2 separate regions of the Podarcis muralis genome follow, and region 2 is linked to region 1. Evidence: chromatin contacts called from public Hi-C data. All regions are on one chromosome and are shown on one strand. The core of a region is the stretch at or near the end of the contact, and the rest is flanking DNA. Distances in the headings are between cores, read along the strand shown.

The links. Hi-C and Micro-C count contacts between places; a contact is called where the count stands out from the background.
Region 2: a contact with region 1 is called in a Hi-C map of tail, with 4 times the contacts expected there. The contact joins the promoter of NSL1 here to the promoter of PACC1 in region 1. A contact is called at or near these places in 2 of 3 Hi-C or Micro-C datasets (blood and tail).

What each region holds. Positions count from the first base shown.
Region 1 is chr3:25,724,275-25,732,226 of rPodMur119.hap1.1, reverse strand. It overlaps PACC1 (proton activated chloride channel 1), which reads left to right and starts at 4,891. Exons shown (of 8, transcript XM_077925565.1): 1 at 4,891-5,128. It overlaps NENF (neudesin neurotrophic factor), which reads right to left and starts at 6,429. Exons shown (of 4, transcript XM_028724701.2): 1 at 6,167-6,429; 2 at 5,260-5,320; 3 at 3,567-3,670; 4 at 2,296-3,303. The coding sequence starts at 6,328. The coding sequence ends at 3,127.
Region 2 is chr3:25,870,942-25,878,893 of rPodMur119.hap1.1, reverse strand. It overlaps NSL1 (NSL1 component of MIS12 kinetochore complex), which reads left to right and starts at 3,717. Exons shown (of 6, transcript XM_028724693.2): 1 at 3,717-3,979; 2 at 6,947-7,025. The coding sequence starts at 3,797. TATDN3 (TatD DNase domain containing 3) reads right to left here and starts at 3,704. Exons shown (of 9, transcript XM_028724692.2): 1 at 3,562-3,704; 2 at 2,138-2,170; 3 at 1,459-1,532; 4 at 239-323. The coding sequence starts at 3,612.

The sequences.
Region 1 (7,952 bases), core at 3,642-6,141:
CGTAATCTGGGGAACTGGGTTCGCGTCTCCGCTCCTCCACATGCAGCTGCTGGTTGACCTTGGGCTAGTCACACTTCTTTGAAGTCTCTCAGCCCCACTCACCTCACAGAGTATTTGTTGTGGGAGAGATAGTGATAAAGCAGGATATCAAATCCAAACTCTTCTTCTTCTTCTAATGTATCTATGTAAGGTTTACTGTCTGGTTGTTAAATCCCTTTGGGTTGCCCAGGGCAAGATAGTAATAATAAACAATAGGATTGCTCCTTAAGGCAAATGTGTTTTTACCTATGAATGAAACTCAGAGAGGAGGAGCATATAAACCTGAACATCTGTTACTGAATATAAATTCCACCACAGATTTTTTTACTAGAGAGCACACACCTGAATCAACATCTTGCAATGCACTGACAGCCCTTGGGGTTGGGGGGGGGGGGTCATTGCACTGTTAAACGCCTTCCCTTCATGTTCTTGTCCAGGACGCACTAGTTTTCAGCTCTAGAGCATGCGGAAGGCCTTTTCTTTGCATGAGAAGCCACAGCCTTAAACGAAACAACAGGATTTCCAGGTTGGTTGGAATGGGTTGTAGACAAATGGGAACCCATTGCATCTGTGGCCCCCAAAATGAATCTTCGTACTTGTCCTATGGAATGCCCCATCAATAGGTTATTCTCGGCTAAACACACACCTGGCACAGCCTTTGTGTTTTGCTCCTGCACCACTACAATACCCATTCGTTTTGTACCTTTGTGAGGACACAGATTATGACAAAGATGTCCCAAAGCTTTCTGTGTGGACATGGATTCAGGTGTGCATACCCAGAGGTTCTTATTTCGTTTCACTGCCCTTTCTAATAATAAATTGCTTTTATTGATTGCTTGTCTAAATTCAGTTTTTCATTATTATTGTAAACTAATATTTAATGGGTGGTTTGTTTTTGCTCATAAGCTGCTTTGAGTAGTTACTGGTAAAAGAACAGAAATTTAAATTTAGAGAAATGTGGGAATGGGTTCTAAGGAACCATTTCTCAGATTTGCCAAGGCATAGCTGCTCATAACACTTCCACAGCTATTATTCTTAGAAATGGGAGCGAAGTGCACTGTTTTCTGTACTATCTCCCGTTTCTGCAAACCACAAACTGAAAGGGCTTCTGCAGAGTTTCGCTTCCACAATATGACGACAGAACCCTGGAAGAAAATTTCTTCTGCTGACGGATGCTGACCACAATTGAGGTTACGTTCTCTCCCGCTAATAATTAATGTGACTGGCGCTTGTCCAATTGCAACCACATGGAGATTTCTGGACGCCAGATTGACAACTGGAGAAAGCAAAATGTCACTTAGAGAAGGATCTCAGTTGTTGTTTTTCTTGAAGCTTGAATTAGTTTTATTCTGGGTGGTTTTATCTCATATTTTAATGTGTTGTAAACCACTTTGAGATTTTGCCTTTAAAATATAAAGCGGTATAGAAATGAAATTAATAATAATGTTTCATTGCAAAAAGAAAAAAATGTGCCTAGACATTCCGTTGTGACTTCCACAACCTAGGATTAAATTTCCATTTGGCAATAGCTTATATATTTGAGTTTCTAACACACAGCCTGTCCAGGTATAAAACAGCTTCCTATGGCCAAAGTGGTACCTGAGGGCAGGGACTTCCTGAATCAAAACCCAGTTTTAATGCAGGAAGCTGCCTTATAGTGAGTCAGACCATTGGCTTCAACTAGTTCAGTAATGTCTGCAGTGATTGCAAGAGACTCTCCAGGGTTTCAGGCAGGGATCTCTTCCAGCAAACCAAAATAAATTAGGGACTGAACTTTGAACCTTCTGCATGCAAAGCAACTAGTTCTCGATTATTTTCATTTATTTATTAGTGTGTATGACACACAACCTCCCGTGAGAGGGATGTGTAATCGTCTGTTCTTTGAAATCAAACAGTGGGGAGCTTAATGCAACAGAACAAATTATCTTTGAAGAGTGGCTGCTCAGTGTCATCTTGCTAATTCAGCCTCTCAGGTAAATCAACATAACACGACACAATCTCCTTAGGCTACTGCAGCTCTGTGGTTAGCATCAATTTGTCTAGCATAAGCATGCATGTTCTCCGGGAGCGATGCAAATTAAAGCCCAAGAGATTTCCTAATAGGACTCTGACAGATGGATAAGGGCACGTCTTTCCCTGGCAGAAACTGGAGATGATGTAAATTAGGTTAACTAGGAGGGGAGGGGAACAAAAAACCACAACGCAACCCTCTCTCCAGAGGACTGAAGTAAATAAAACATGACCAAGCCGCAGTGAGACAGTTAAAAATAATAATACAGGGGACCCAATTTATATCTAAGATGACAAAACACAGATGCAGTTAATCTGAGGATAAAGATACTGGAAATATTGAAGTCATTACGAAACAACCATAACAAAGTACGCAGTGCAAGGTTCATATCTGCAGGCATGTTCTGTGTCCTGTCCACAACCCAAGAAAATCTGGAGCCCACCCAGAAAGCTTTGGCTATTATGCAGTTTAGGAAGGCAGTAAATAAATAAAATGAATATAAAACGAGAAAGGGAGGCCATGAGCAGCCTTGGTTTACTGCAAAGTTTGTAGAAAGAAAAGAACCACAAACACAGCCCACTGAGATGGAGCATGCTCAGTGGGCGCAGAATAATTTACTGTTGTCCGGGGAGGAGGGGGGAGAGAGAACAGAACAGTGGATGGATGGAATGGAATCCTTCAAGCTGGCATGGCTGGCTGGCACCCTGAACCAGGAACGCTCCACGCTGCAGCCTTTTGTTGCAAGCACCGCCCTTCTCATAAAGACTCGTATTTAGTTAGCCAAGTGACAGGTAGATAGAAAGGCCTGGAAAATTTCACTGGGGAGAGAACTGGACTAAAATAAATTCCACATTTACCATGATGTTACTGGCTCATCAGCTGCAGAGCCAAGATAGCATAGTAAGCACCTGGTACCTAGTTTTACCCTTAAAGATGTAAAAAAATACATCCTGTCACAGGCATGCTACGCCACTCGGTTTTCCGAGGGTTCGTCCTGCTATCAGCCATACATCCTGCTTTTGTCTATTTTCTGTTGTAATGCAGGACAGGCTTCTTAGAACCGCAACACCACTGGGTCAAAACTCATCCTTAATGGTGAAGTGTGGCTGATCTTCGGGTTTGAAGTTTGGATTAGGGCTGCCATCTTCATTGAGAATTCTTTGGGCAGTATAGCCGACAATGGGATATTTGGCTTTGTAGACATTTTGGAAGGTTTCCTCCAGAGACTGCAGCTCCTCTTCCGTAAGGCCCACCTAAATGAAATATGAAAATGAGTTAAGGTCTGTGCAAGGGGAGGGAGGGAAGAGAGAGCAAATATATTCACTGTGCTGTATGTGACTATTCAAAAGGGAGAGGAAGCTATGCAGATATCGCTTCCACCCACCAGATGTCTTGATCCTGCATGTGCCTGAGGCAACAGCTAGCTGCCAACAACAATTTAGGCCCAGATGCAAGTAAAGTGACGTGCAGGACTGTGGCCTCAGCTCATGCCACAAAGAACTCTTTTTCTTCTTACTGTATCATGCGTGAGATCCACCGGATCAAGCGACATCTTTGCAATCCCTCGTGTGGAATCTTTGCCAGCTAGCGCATTGTACGGTGCTCCTTTCGCATAAAACTCTGTCAAAGGAAGAGAAAATAAAGTCTCAGTGAAATTAAGCTAAAATTCATTACCCTTAAAAAACCCAAACCTCTCATGGTACTTCTAATATTTAATGATGTCCGTGGTATTTCAGGAAAAAAGCCTATTTCCTTTTAGAACAAGGAACAAGTTAGAAAACCGTGAGGGTATAAAAATCCCACAAACATCTGATGGCTCAAGAGCTGAGCGCATCAAATATCTGGTCTCTGGACAACATTTGGAGGTTTGTCTGTTTTATCTTCCTTGTACAATGCCAAATTAGATTCCAACCCAACAGAACTTTAGCTTCCATTGTACAAGATGAGAAAGATGTCCACTTAATGCACTTAACAGCCTTCCTGGCCATGAAAGTGACAAGTTAATTATATTACTAACACAGCACTAATGGAAGACCTGCACATGATCTGAGGGCATCCAGTATTTTAAATAATGAGGCTCAGTGCACAGAAGATGATGGCAGGTGGCAACCAACTAATTACCTAGGAGGCAGCCAAGTGGATTTAAACGGTGATGTGCTGAAAGGGGGCGATGCACATTTTTGGGTGAGGTAACCAGGCCCAGCATCGGCATCCAGCATGGTTGGGCAAATGTCAGGGCCTACAAACTCCAGCAGGTGCCAACAAGGCTGCTCCAGCATCCTTTGTGTGCATGCGTTGGCTTACTTTTTCTTTTAAGGCCCAGCACTTTAAGAAGCACCTTAATTTCCCCCGATGCCTCCTTTGTTTCCCTCAAACACAGCAACCTTAAGTCAGACCTGAGAGGCATTGTGAGTAAATGAAGTCAGCGGCAGCTGCAGCCACCCGGTTTGGCCCTTCTCTGACTAGCACCAGGCTGTAAAAAAGTTTTTTATGAATAAAGTCCATTGCTGCAGCTCACCGCCTGGCTAATGTGTGAGAATAAATAGCCAGCACCATGAAAGAACCATAGCTGTCAATGTTTCCCTTTTTTAAAGGGAAATGCCCTTATTCCGAATAGGATTCCTCGCAAAAAAAGGGAAAAGTTTACAGCTATGGAAAGAACTGAGGTGAAAGGGGAAGAGCTGTGCAGATGGCTGCTGAGAAGATACAGTCATTTCATTTGTATGCCGCTTTTCCACAAAAAACACACGCTCAAAGCAGTTTATAGGAACTGGAGGCCTTGGGGGGGGGGGGACATGCCTTCCTTCCGGAGGCAAGTTTAGACACAGACAGCAAAGCTGGGAACATTACTAGGCCTGGTCAGGTAAGAAGGAATTCAGAGGTGTGAGGAATCCTTTGGGCACTTTTTGATGGAGAGGAAATAACTTTGGAGGCGGGAGAGGGAAGGTACTGGAAGATATTTCAATTGTGATTATATATTACTAATCTTCTGTTCTCCTCTCCCTTTCAAGAATATCCCAGGACAACGCTAGCTGGGGCTGATGGGAGCTGTGGTCCTGAACATCTGGCGGACACCAGGTTAGGAAATATGGAGCTTTCTTAAGAATGCCCTACAGTAGCTGAGGCTGCAGGGCTGAGATTTCTGCCTCTGAACCTGAGCCAGAGATGGGAAGGGAGGGAGGGACCCTCTTGTTAGAAAGTTAACTCACCTTTTCCAGAGGTGACATCAAACACCACGCCCTTCACAGCTATGTAAATAGGCTGATCCTCCTGAAAAGACATTTCCCACCCCCCCAAAAAAGACTCGTTTTTAAGAGATATATATATATATTTAAATCATCCAATATAATTTTGTAAGCTTCTTTTCCCCAGACAATCCAAAAATGGTGTGAATCAAGTTAAGAGAGAGAGCCTTGTCTGACAAAACCACTAAAAATCACTAAAGGAGTGTGGGAGTTTTAGGATAAAGCATCTACAGAGCACTAGTTTGGGGGAAGGCTGGCAGCTTTGCTTCCAGTTACTAAACCTGGAAGGAGTCAGGCTTGTCTCCTTTAGGGAGGGCAGAAATCTGCAGGTGGGCACCTCACACACTGTGAAAGAGAGAGAGAAGAAAGGAAGAAATGTGAATTCCTTACAGCATGCTTACTTGGGAGAAGGAGGAAACAAATCCTGCTGAGACTTTAACCCAAGCACGTTTAAGTGTGCACCTGAGCAGCCTGTCTCTGTGCGGGCTTGTTTACTCAGAAAACCCACCGCGTTCATTCAATGAGTTCGCACTCGACGCCCTTCCATTCATAGCAACGGGAACCAAACGCGAGGCAAAACGACACCCGTCGCGGTTTTGAGTTCTAATCCGGATCCTACCAAGAGGTGCAAAACTCTTCCGTCCATACTCTTGCGCGCACATTTTGGTTGCTAGCAGCGTCTGCAAACCAAACATCCCAAGGCAAACCTGATCTCGGCTGGCTTCCCGCGCCGGATCGCTCAAAGCCAGCAAAACCCGCCCTTGCGCCCTAAATCCTCGGCCAGCAGCGGCTCCTCGCAGCCTCAGCTCGGCCCTGGCCCGCCGCCTTCTCCCGGGAAAGCGCCCTCCCTGTCTCCCTCCGCCCGCCGTACCTGCTGCCCGCCGTATCTCGCCAGCTCGGACTCGGTGAAGAGGCGCACGGGTCTCTGGCGGGGCGCGGGCTTGAAGCGCAGCTCCTGCTCGGCCCGCCCCTCGCGGAAGCCCAGGAGGGCCGAGGCGAGCAGGACCAGCGCCGCCGCGAAGCCGCCGGCCATGGCGCTCTTCCTGCCCCGGATGGCGGCCAAGACTTCGAGGGGCGGGGGAAAGGAGCCGCAGGGATCGGGTTTCTCGAAAGCAAACTTCCCCCGCTTGCTTTTCTCCGCGCCTTCCCGCGAAGACTCCTGGGAACTGTAGTTTATATTCCGTACAAAGTTACAGTTCCCAGCACCCTGAAACAGAAGTACGCTTTAGATGCATGCCCTTCACGAGCCTTTAACATCACCTCTACGTTTTAAAATGAAACCTTGCACTACAGAAGACATGCGTGTAACTTTGCTTTTCAATGCTGCAAACATGTCGCCACCCTGGAAAGGCAGGTTACCTCCTGTGTGAGCGCACGATATTTATAAGGACATGTGCTTAAATGCATTCATTAAAAAAAAAAATCTGCCCAATTAATCAAGGGAAACTATTTAAACATTTGCATGTTTTATACTGTAGTTGTTTATCCAACCCATCAACCGACACTGCATTCCTATGCAGGCGAGGGCCCCATAATCCTGGGAATTGTAGTTTGTATGAATGCCAAGAGTTGTTAGGAAACCCCCTATACCCCTCACAGAACTACAATTCCCAGAGCTCCCTGAGAAGAGAGATTGATGGTTAAACTACGGAGAACTGTAGTTTTGCAAGAAGAAAGGAGTCTCTTAGCTCAGTCAGTAGAGCACGGCTCTTAATTTCAGTGTCCTGGGTTCAAGTCCCACGCTGATTCATGCATTGCAGGGAGTTGAACTAGTTGACCCCCACGGTCCACCACCCAACTCTACAATTCTATGAACCTAGCCTCTTTCAGCACCCTTACAAACTAGAGTTTCCAGAATACCTTGGGGGAAGCCACGGCTGTTAGAAGTGGTATTATGCCGTTTGAAACGTCTTAATGCAGGAAACAGCCCTACTAGAAAAATTAACCAATAAACTGAAACTGACACGGGGACATATAGAAGAAGACACCTTCACCCCGGTATGGCTCCCCTTTATCACATACACAGCCCAGCAAGACAATGACAATAATCTACCAACAGCATACAAATCAATATGGCTAACCTGATCCAAAACACCCACCCACCCCCACTCACACATGAAAACAAAGACCACCATAGCCAACTACAAATGAATAACTATCCTAGGCTAACCCCAACCTCCCTCACCACCAAAGGAACACAAGCGAACAGCAAAGAACCTGCACAAGCAACACTGACACCAAACCCTACGTATAGTAAGTAAAATAGAAAGATCGCCACCCAACCCTCCCATCTCCCCCCCACCTCTTCCTCCCTTTTCTTCCTAATGTCTCAACAAATAAAATTGATCTGTAAAAATGTTACTTTGGGGGGGACAGGACACGAGAGAGAGAGACATTGCACACTTTTGTAAATAAACAAAATCTTTAATAAATAAAAATTAATTTAATACAAAAAATAATGTCTTAACGCAGATATGACTCAGCTTAAAGGTAAAGGGACCCCTGATCATTAGGTCCAGTCACGGACGACTCTGGGGTTGCGGCGCTCATCTCGCTTTATTGGCCGAGGGAACCGGTGTATAGCTTCCAGGTCATGTGGCCAGCATGACTAAGCCTCTTCGGGCAAACCAGAGCAGCGCACGGAAACGGCGTTTACC
Region 2 (7,952 bases), core at 2,468-4,967, 150 kb before region 1:
ATGGGAAGTTATTTTGCCTAGCACCAATTTTTATTTTCTTTCTGATGCTCCTTTGAGGATACCTCTAGTTTGCTCTGGGAGAGCAGGAGACAGGGAAGAAGGGGCTCAGTATACAAAAATAGTGACCACTCTATTGCTGCAAGACCACATGCAATAGGAACAGATAAGTTTACCTGGCAAACTGAAAAAAAGTACAGAAATTGTTAACTGCTGCAATTACAGCTGGTTGCCATTTCACCTTTAACGTAACACTGCGATCATTTCCCGTTGGACTACTTTGAACTGGATGGATGCCCAGACATGGAAAGACAAATCCTGGGTACCTGGATACAAACATGTGTTAAGTGATGGGAAAGGGCAGACATGTATTATGGTTAAATAAAAAAGAAAGAGGACTGAAAAGGTAACAGCTTTTGCTATTCCAATCAACACTACAACTAAGATTTTATTGCTCCTATTCTGATTGCTTATGAACAACAGCATTTTCAAATTTTGCACTCTGACCATGAATGTCTCTTAAAGCACCATTGCTTTATTTACCATAACATTTTTCACATAAAACAATACTGGAATATGTTTATTTTATGAGATAGTGACAAGCTCTGAAGGAGTGTCTCCACCCCCATTGTTCAGCCCAGACACTGAGGTCCAGCTCCGAGGGCCTTCTGGCAGTTCTTTCACTGTAAGAAGTGAAGTTACAGGGAACCAGGCAGGTGGCCTTCTCGGTAGTGGCGCCCACCCTGTGGAACACCCTCCCATCAGATGTCAAGGAAATAAACAACTATCTGACTTTTAGAAGACATCAGAAGGCAGCCCTGTTTAGGGAAGTTTTTAATGGCTGATGTTTTACAGTGGTGCCCCGCAAGACGAATGCCTCGCAAGACGAAAAACCCGCTAGACTAAAGGGTTTTCCGTTTTTCGATGCACTTCGCAAGACGATTTTCCCTATGGGCTTGCTTCGCAAGACGGAAACGTCTTGCGAGTCTTGCGATTTTTTTCGCTTTCCCCCCTTTTTCTAAGCCACTAAGCCGCTAATAGCCTTTTAGCCGCTAAGCCGCTAAGCCTTTAATAGCCGCTAAGCCACTAATAGCGCTAATCCGCTAATAGGGTTGCTTCGCAAGACGAAAAAACCGCTAGACGAAGAGACTCGCGGAAAGGATTATTTTCGTCTTGCGAGGCACCACTGTACTATGTTTTTATATCTGTTGGAAGCTGCCCAGAGTGTCTGGAGAAACCCAGTCAGATGGGTGGGGTACAAATAATAAAATTATAATCATCTCACAATGCAATTTTGACTTAAACAAAAAACAGTTATCATGCAGCATGACAGAACTGCCATATGAGAAGCAAAATCCAAAGTATCTGGATGTGCTGAACAAGCTGTTCATCTTTTTGGATTCTAGTCTGTAACTATTTTCTACCTTGTGAAACAGACTGAAGAACTAGAAACTTTGTTACCTTTCTGAAAGTTGAATAATTTTTTCAAAATCTTCTCTGTATTCAGCAACTACCACCAGAGCCAAAACTTTACACTGAAACAACATGGAAAAGGGTTAGCTAGAGTTGACAATAACAATGAGAAGTCTTACAATCTGATCATAAACACATCTGTTTGAAATTACTGATTTTGCCATATCTTCCTTCCAAATTAATGTGATTTCTGTTTCTTAGTTTACCTTAAAATTGCTTGGCCTTTAGGAGAAGTTAACTCAAGGAAGTTCATGGAAGAAAAGTTTTCCATCCCCCTCATAACTGCTACAGGTACCTGAAACCCCTCAAAAAGCCTTTCCAGAAAGGGAGGGGAGCTTCCTGAACAATGTGGGATGGAGTGTGGGGGCTGCTGGGGGGCTCCATGAACTTCCTTACTTATCTTAGGCTCCAAACTCGATTTTGGTAGAATCTTCTTTCCCCAGCAACTCATTCCCTGTTGCTCAGGAGGGGTCCTGATCATTCAGAGATGATTTCAGGGGGTGCAGAGGATTGCAGAAGAGAGGTGGGGACAGACAACTTTCCTTCAATTAACTTCCTTAAATTAATTTACCTTAGTATACAAACTAAGCCCTTGAGCTATCAAAATCTATAGATCTACTACCTATAAAACTTTAACTGCAAAAAATATATAGATATTACTACAAACCTTTTTTGCTTCTTCCAATACACTTTCAATGTCCTAGAAGATATTAAAAATATAATTATGCTAGCAGAATAATTTGTAAAGAAGGGGACAAAGCAGTAGAAATGGCAAATGTGTCCTTTCTCTTTCAATAACTCTTTGCACCTAAAAGTTGTCAAACGTTACTTATTTAAACCACCACTGTCCCTTCTTTCAAACAGAAGGAAAGCTATTACTACTACAACTACTCATTAAAGTGTTTTTCCTTTTCAATTCATATATTCAGGTACAGATAAAGGCAAACAAATGCACATGCATTTTGCAAAAGTAAAATGATTCTCCCCCCCCCCCCCCCCCCGGTTTTATGTTATATGGGACCATAGATGAGCAGTTTACATTTTTACTGATCAGCGCTGGAGACTTCTATCCCCTTTCACACGGGGAATGAAGTAAATTCAGATGTCCCCGATTGCAAGCTCTTGCTGGGATGAATAACTGCGGAAGGAGAGGGGGCTTTTCATAGAATCAAAGCTGGAAGGCCCCAAGGGGCTCGAAACCACGACCCTGAATGTCTCGTGCTCTACCGACTGAGCTATTTCACCTGCACATCCTCCCCGGGGAGGAGGCATGTTAATTGTAGCTTTACTTGGTAAACAAATACTGCTTTCAATCTGGAAAAGAAATATGTTTTATTAATGTCAGACATTAAGTAATTCATACTGAAGGAAGCTAGTAGTAGATAGCATGTGACTTTATGCATGTGTATAGGGAAGTTTGTAACGTTTGGTGTTTTATTATGCTTTTATATTGGTCAACGAAAGAGGTTTAAAGACTGTCTCAAGGTAAATCTAAAAAAATGTAGTATAAACACTGACAACTGGGAAACACTGGTCTGCGAGCGCTCCAGTTGGAGAACAGCGTTTTCCAAAGGTGTCATGGACTTTGAAGACACTCGAACTCAGGACGAAAGGGAGAAACGTGCTAAGAGGAAGGCACGCTTGGCAAATCCACACCGTGATCAACTCCCATCGGGAAACCTACCGGTATGTCCCCACTGTGGAAGGACGTGTGGATCCAGAATTGGCCTCCACAGTCACTTACGGACTCATTGTTAAAACCGCGTTTATGGAAGACAATCTTACTCGGCTACGAGTGATCGCCAAAGATATTCTGGAAGTTTTTGACATTTTATTATGTTTTTATATTCTGCTGGAAGCCGCCCCGAGTAGCTGGGGAAACCAAGCCAGAGGGGCGGGGTATAAATGATAAAATTATTATTATTATAGGGGTTAGCCACCGTAGGAAACCGTAAGAAATGGGTCGCTGGACCAGATGGGTCCTCGATCTCCCCTAGGGAAACTCTTATGAGATGAGAGGGAGAAGGAATTATAAGCGGCGGCGGCGGAGGCCAACCGCAGGGTGCAAACCGCACCGCGCCGCCCACTCACCCCTCGGAACTCGGGCGCGGCGAGGTGGCAATGGCAGTCCACCACCCCCATCCCGACGACGCGCGCGGAACCGAACGCCGAGGGGGCTTCGCTTTCCAGCCGGACCTATTTTGCCGAAGCTCCCTCTCTCGCGCGCGCACAGCCAACCCGCTTAGCACTGCTTCCGGGTGAGGGAGGGAGATAAAAAAAATCAACGAACGGTTTATCCGAGAGAGCGGGGAAAAGGCAGGCCGAGATGGAGAAGGCGCCGCCGCCGGCTGCTGCTGCTGCTTCCCCTCGGGACTGCCGGGTGCGGTGCCGCTCGCGGCGCCAGACGGCCGAGTTGTTGGACTACTGCCAGCCTTTCGTGCGGAAGCTCGGGGAGGGCCAGCCGGTGGAGGCCGAGAGCTTGGAGCAGGCCGTGGTCGAAGCGATCTGGGTAAGGGCGGCCGAGCTGAAGGGGCGGCTGGGAAGGGGGAGGCCCACACGACCCCCCTCAACAACCGCAGCTTTCTGGCTTTCGGGCAGCGCCGGTTGCCCAGTTTCTAGGGCGTGTCAGATCCAAAATCATTTATCTCCATTGCATCATAGCTGTCAACGTTTCGCTTTTTTTAAGGGAAATTCCCTTATTCCGAATAGGATTCCTCGCAAGAAAAGGGAAAAGTTGACAGCTATGGCAAATTGCATGTCACTGAATTGCTTGTGGAGCCTTGTTCTGTGGTGCTAAGATGTTTGGTGCAATAATTTCTTTTAAAAAAACTAACTTTTCCATATATAATAAAGTATTATTATTGTTGTTGTTGTTGTTGTTGTTTATTCTGCCTTTTTGTCCTGATAGGGGGTCAAGACGGCTTTAAGATAAAAGAGAAACAGATCTTTGCAATACAAACATCACAGCTCTAGCTGTTTCCTTAAATATAATTTTAAATGCAGTAAACCACAACAGCAGCTAGCCTTGTCATTTTTTGCAATAGGAACAGGGGAAGTGTATTGGCTGCTTAAAATTAGAACCATAACTTAGATGCATGTTAAAGGCTCCAATCCAATAAGTCTCTCCAGATGTTTCCTCTGAGGCAGTGCTGTTTTTCTAGAAAAAGAGGTACTGGCACTCGCAATGAATGCCTCCCTTATTCTCCTATAATGGCAATGGTGCCCACCTGAGAGGTGCCGGAACTGAGTTCCAGTGAGTTCTGGCTGAAAGAAAAGCCCTGGTCTGAGCATGTTGTCTTGATTTCTTGTTTCTCATCTCATAAGGAGATGAATGGATGCCAGGTGTAAAAGTATAGAGGACTCATCTTGACTCTGGCAAGACCATACCTGCGAGTACCAGGAATTTATTGACAGGCCTGCTGCAGAACACCAGCATTTAGCAATTTCTAAATGAGCAGCAACCAACAAAAACGTCATTATCTCCTGATGAGTTACATGTTGATTTGATTCACCCATTATTCCTAACAAGACTAACAAAGGAGTTGGGTTTATCTTTGTATTTGCAATAATCCCTGACAAGGTTCTTTTGTCTTTAATATGGCATCACAGGTTTTTTTGCTTTTTTAAAGTATTTATTTGTTTTTAGTTCATTTCCCCACACTTTTCTGTAAAATCAGCCAAAGATATAGATAGGAAGTAGATAAATGTATATATATTTAAATATATAATTTTGACAATAAACAACCAGTAGTATTGAAACAGTATGAACATGGATGGAACCGAAAAACATACAGAAAATGCTTGTTTGAATAACAAGGTTCTCAAGAAAGGGAGCCCATCAGACCTCCCCAGGGAGGATATTCCACAGGTAGGGTGCTGCAACTGAGAAGGGACTGAGGTGCTGTCCTTGGTACCTGTCAAATAGATTTCCAGGGCAAACATTTCAGAGACCAGGGCCTTTGATGCTGATCATAAGGCTCATATGGGTGAAGGTGGCCTTTTAAGGTTAACCCAATATATAACATTAATTCTGGAAATGAATGAAGTTATAATTCAGTGGTTGAAGTTTCATGAGTCCTCCTTTCAGTGCTAGGAAAAACAGCCCCTGTAAATTTTCATGGTTCCAGGATCTGGTTAAAATAGTGATATTATAGATGGCTATTGTATAATTCTATTAAAAAATTGCTTTTTCTAAATGTTTAAAGTAGTTCACATACAGCGTATTACAGTGAAAGTATACATGTTTATTTGGAAGTCCAATTGTGTTAAGTGAGGCTTATCCCTGGCTTAGTAGGTAGGTTACTTTAGGAGTACAGCCTTTGTGATTCTTGCAGCAGACGTATTGACTAGGCCAGTACTATCGCCCATATTACAGGGTTGTATTCTTTCTCTTCAAAGTGAACTGAAGTATGTTATATTCCACTTCTCTCTGCTGTTTCCCCTAATTTGTTTTCCTTACCAACATAAAGGCACTGTTTGCATTTTTTGGCTCCAAAATGTTTTGGGTCATTCTTCTGAGTCTGCATGAATTGGTTGTAAAAAGGATGTGAAATATATTCTCTGTTCAGCCTTATCTGTTTATGAAGGCCTTTTCCTATGGTACGGTTGGCGTATTATTGGGGGGGGGGGAGGCGCTGTCACAGACATCCTTACTTAGGATGGGTGCTGGATAACATGGTTACTGTTTATGTGTGTTTGTTGGTTTAATCCCTCTGTAGTCCCACAGCAGGAGCTTTGATTTAACTGTTTGTGGAAGCATGCTTGTGAAGGGACTCTGTGACCACTCAGTCCTTGCCCAGAAGAACTAAGAAAGAATGAGGCACTTTTGAAACAAAACAGGAAGTTTATTTGTCTACACATAAAGAAGTTATAGTTTAGTGGTTACTTTTGCAAGGCACAATACTTTGTTTCAAATAGACACTCTCAACAGAGATGGTTAATAACTATCTTAACACTTCCATCCTGTAACTGGGCAGAGAAATTCTTTCTAGGATGGTTATTGTTTTACATTATGCATAAAACACTTCCTGCTTTTCCTATAGTCCAAACCTTCCCCTCAGGTAGATCTTTGTGTGCCCACAGATAATCTTTATCTGTTTCCACTGACAGATAAAACCTAAGTCCACTCAAATAACCAGAGATTCCTTCTGCTACCTAAATAGAAAGTCCCTAACCTGAAACCCAGGTCCCTGTCCCTTTCAGACTGTTAAGTGTAAGCATCTATTCCACACACTCTCTCCTGAGTGGCTGAACTACTAGCCATCTCCCACTGGTTGTTGGGTCACCAGGAGGCAGACCCAAGGTCTGTCCATCACAGCCTCTGTCTCCAGAGTAATGTGAGCCAGCTTTTCTCCATAGCTCGCTACTTTATGCTACAGAAAAAAAGATGACAGTATGAGGTAGTTTATTGAGTGTTATATTGCATCAGTAGATTAATTAGCATTTTTAAGAGTTCTGATGTATACATTTTCTACAGAACTTCGAAACAGCTGTACAAGAGAATATTACTGTTAACGGACTCCCATGGCAGGAGTCATCAGATGATCCTCAAAATGGTATGTGAACTGTTGAATATATTTTTCTTATTTCTGTGCTGACTTATTTATGTTTTAGTCTTCTGCCTATGAACCCCAACAAATGTATGAACAGAGGGTATCTGCAGGTGCCTTTTAATATACTGGTCCCCTGGCGAATAGACATTTTGTTGTGGCAACCGCAACCCAGGTTTAAGGTGCCATTTGGCACCTAGCTTAAATATCTTGAGTTTCTAACAGTGGTTGGGAACCGTATTTTTAGGTGAGGCAAAAGGATATGTGTAAGCTGCCAGACTTCAAAAATAACTTTTTATAATTTTTAAGTGTACCTGAAGCAATAGGAACATCTGCAGGGAAGTTGAATTAATTTTTTGTGTGCAATTGATGAATCTTTTGATATTCTTTTATCACAAATTGTACAATACAATGTTAATAATAATAAGTTTGTGTTTTTTAAAAAATATTGTCAGGTTTTGTTATTACTATATTTGTACTATTTGTAGGACTAAAAAAGCCCCCAAACTTCCTTTTCCCAGGATTTTCTCTTTTTTTTGGTGTTACCATGTTTGTCCAGCAGGGGATGCTCAAAATACATCCTTGGCAGTAGCGGTACCTCTATTTAAGAGGGATAGCCATGTTAGTCTTTTGCAGCAAAATCAACAAAAAGTCTTGTGGCATCTAAAAGACAAACAAGCTTATTATGCCACAGGTTTGTGAACTAGAGGAAGTAGATTCTGGCTTATATAATAATAAATGCTCTTTGTGCTTTATGCATCTTCCTTACCTAGAAGCTGATCTGTTAGCCATTTCTTTCAGCAGTAATTTTGCAAATAATTTTAGTTTTTGAGTAAATCTTCTAAATTAGATGCCTCGTTTTTAGAATGGAAGTACGGCTAAAGGTGAAATAACTATGGCTAAAAACTTTGCTGTCACTAGGTGTGTGTGGTT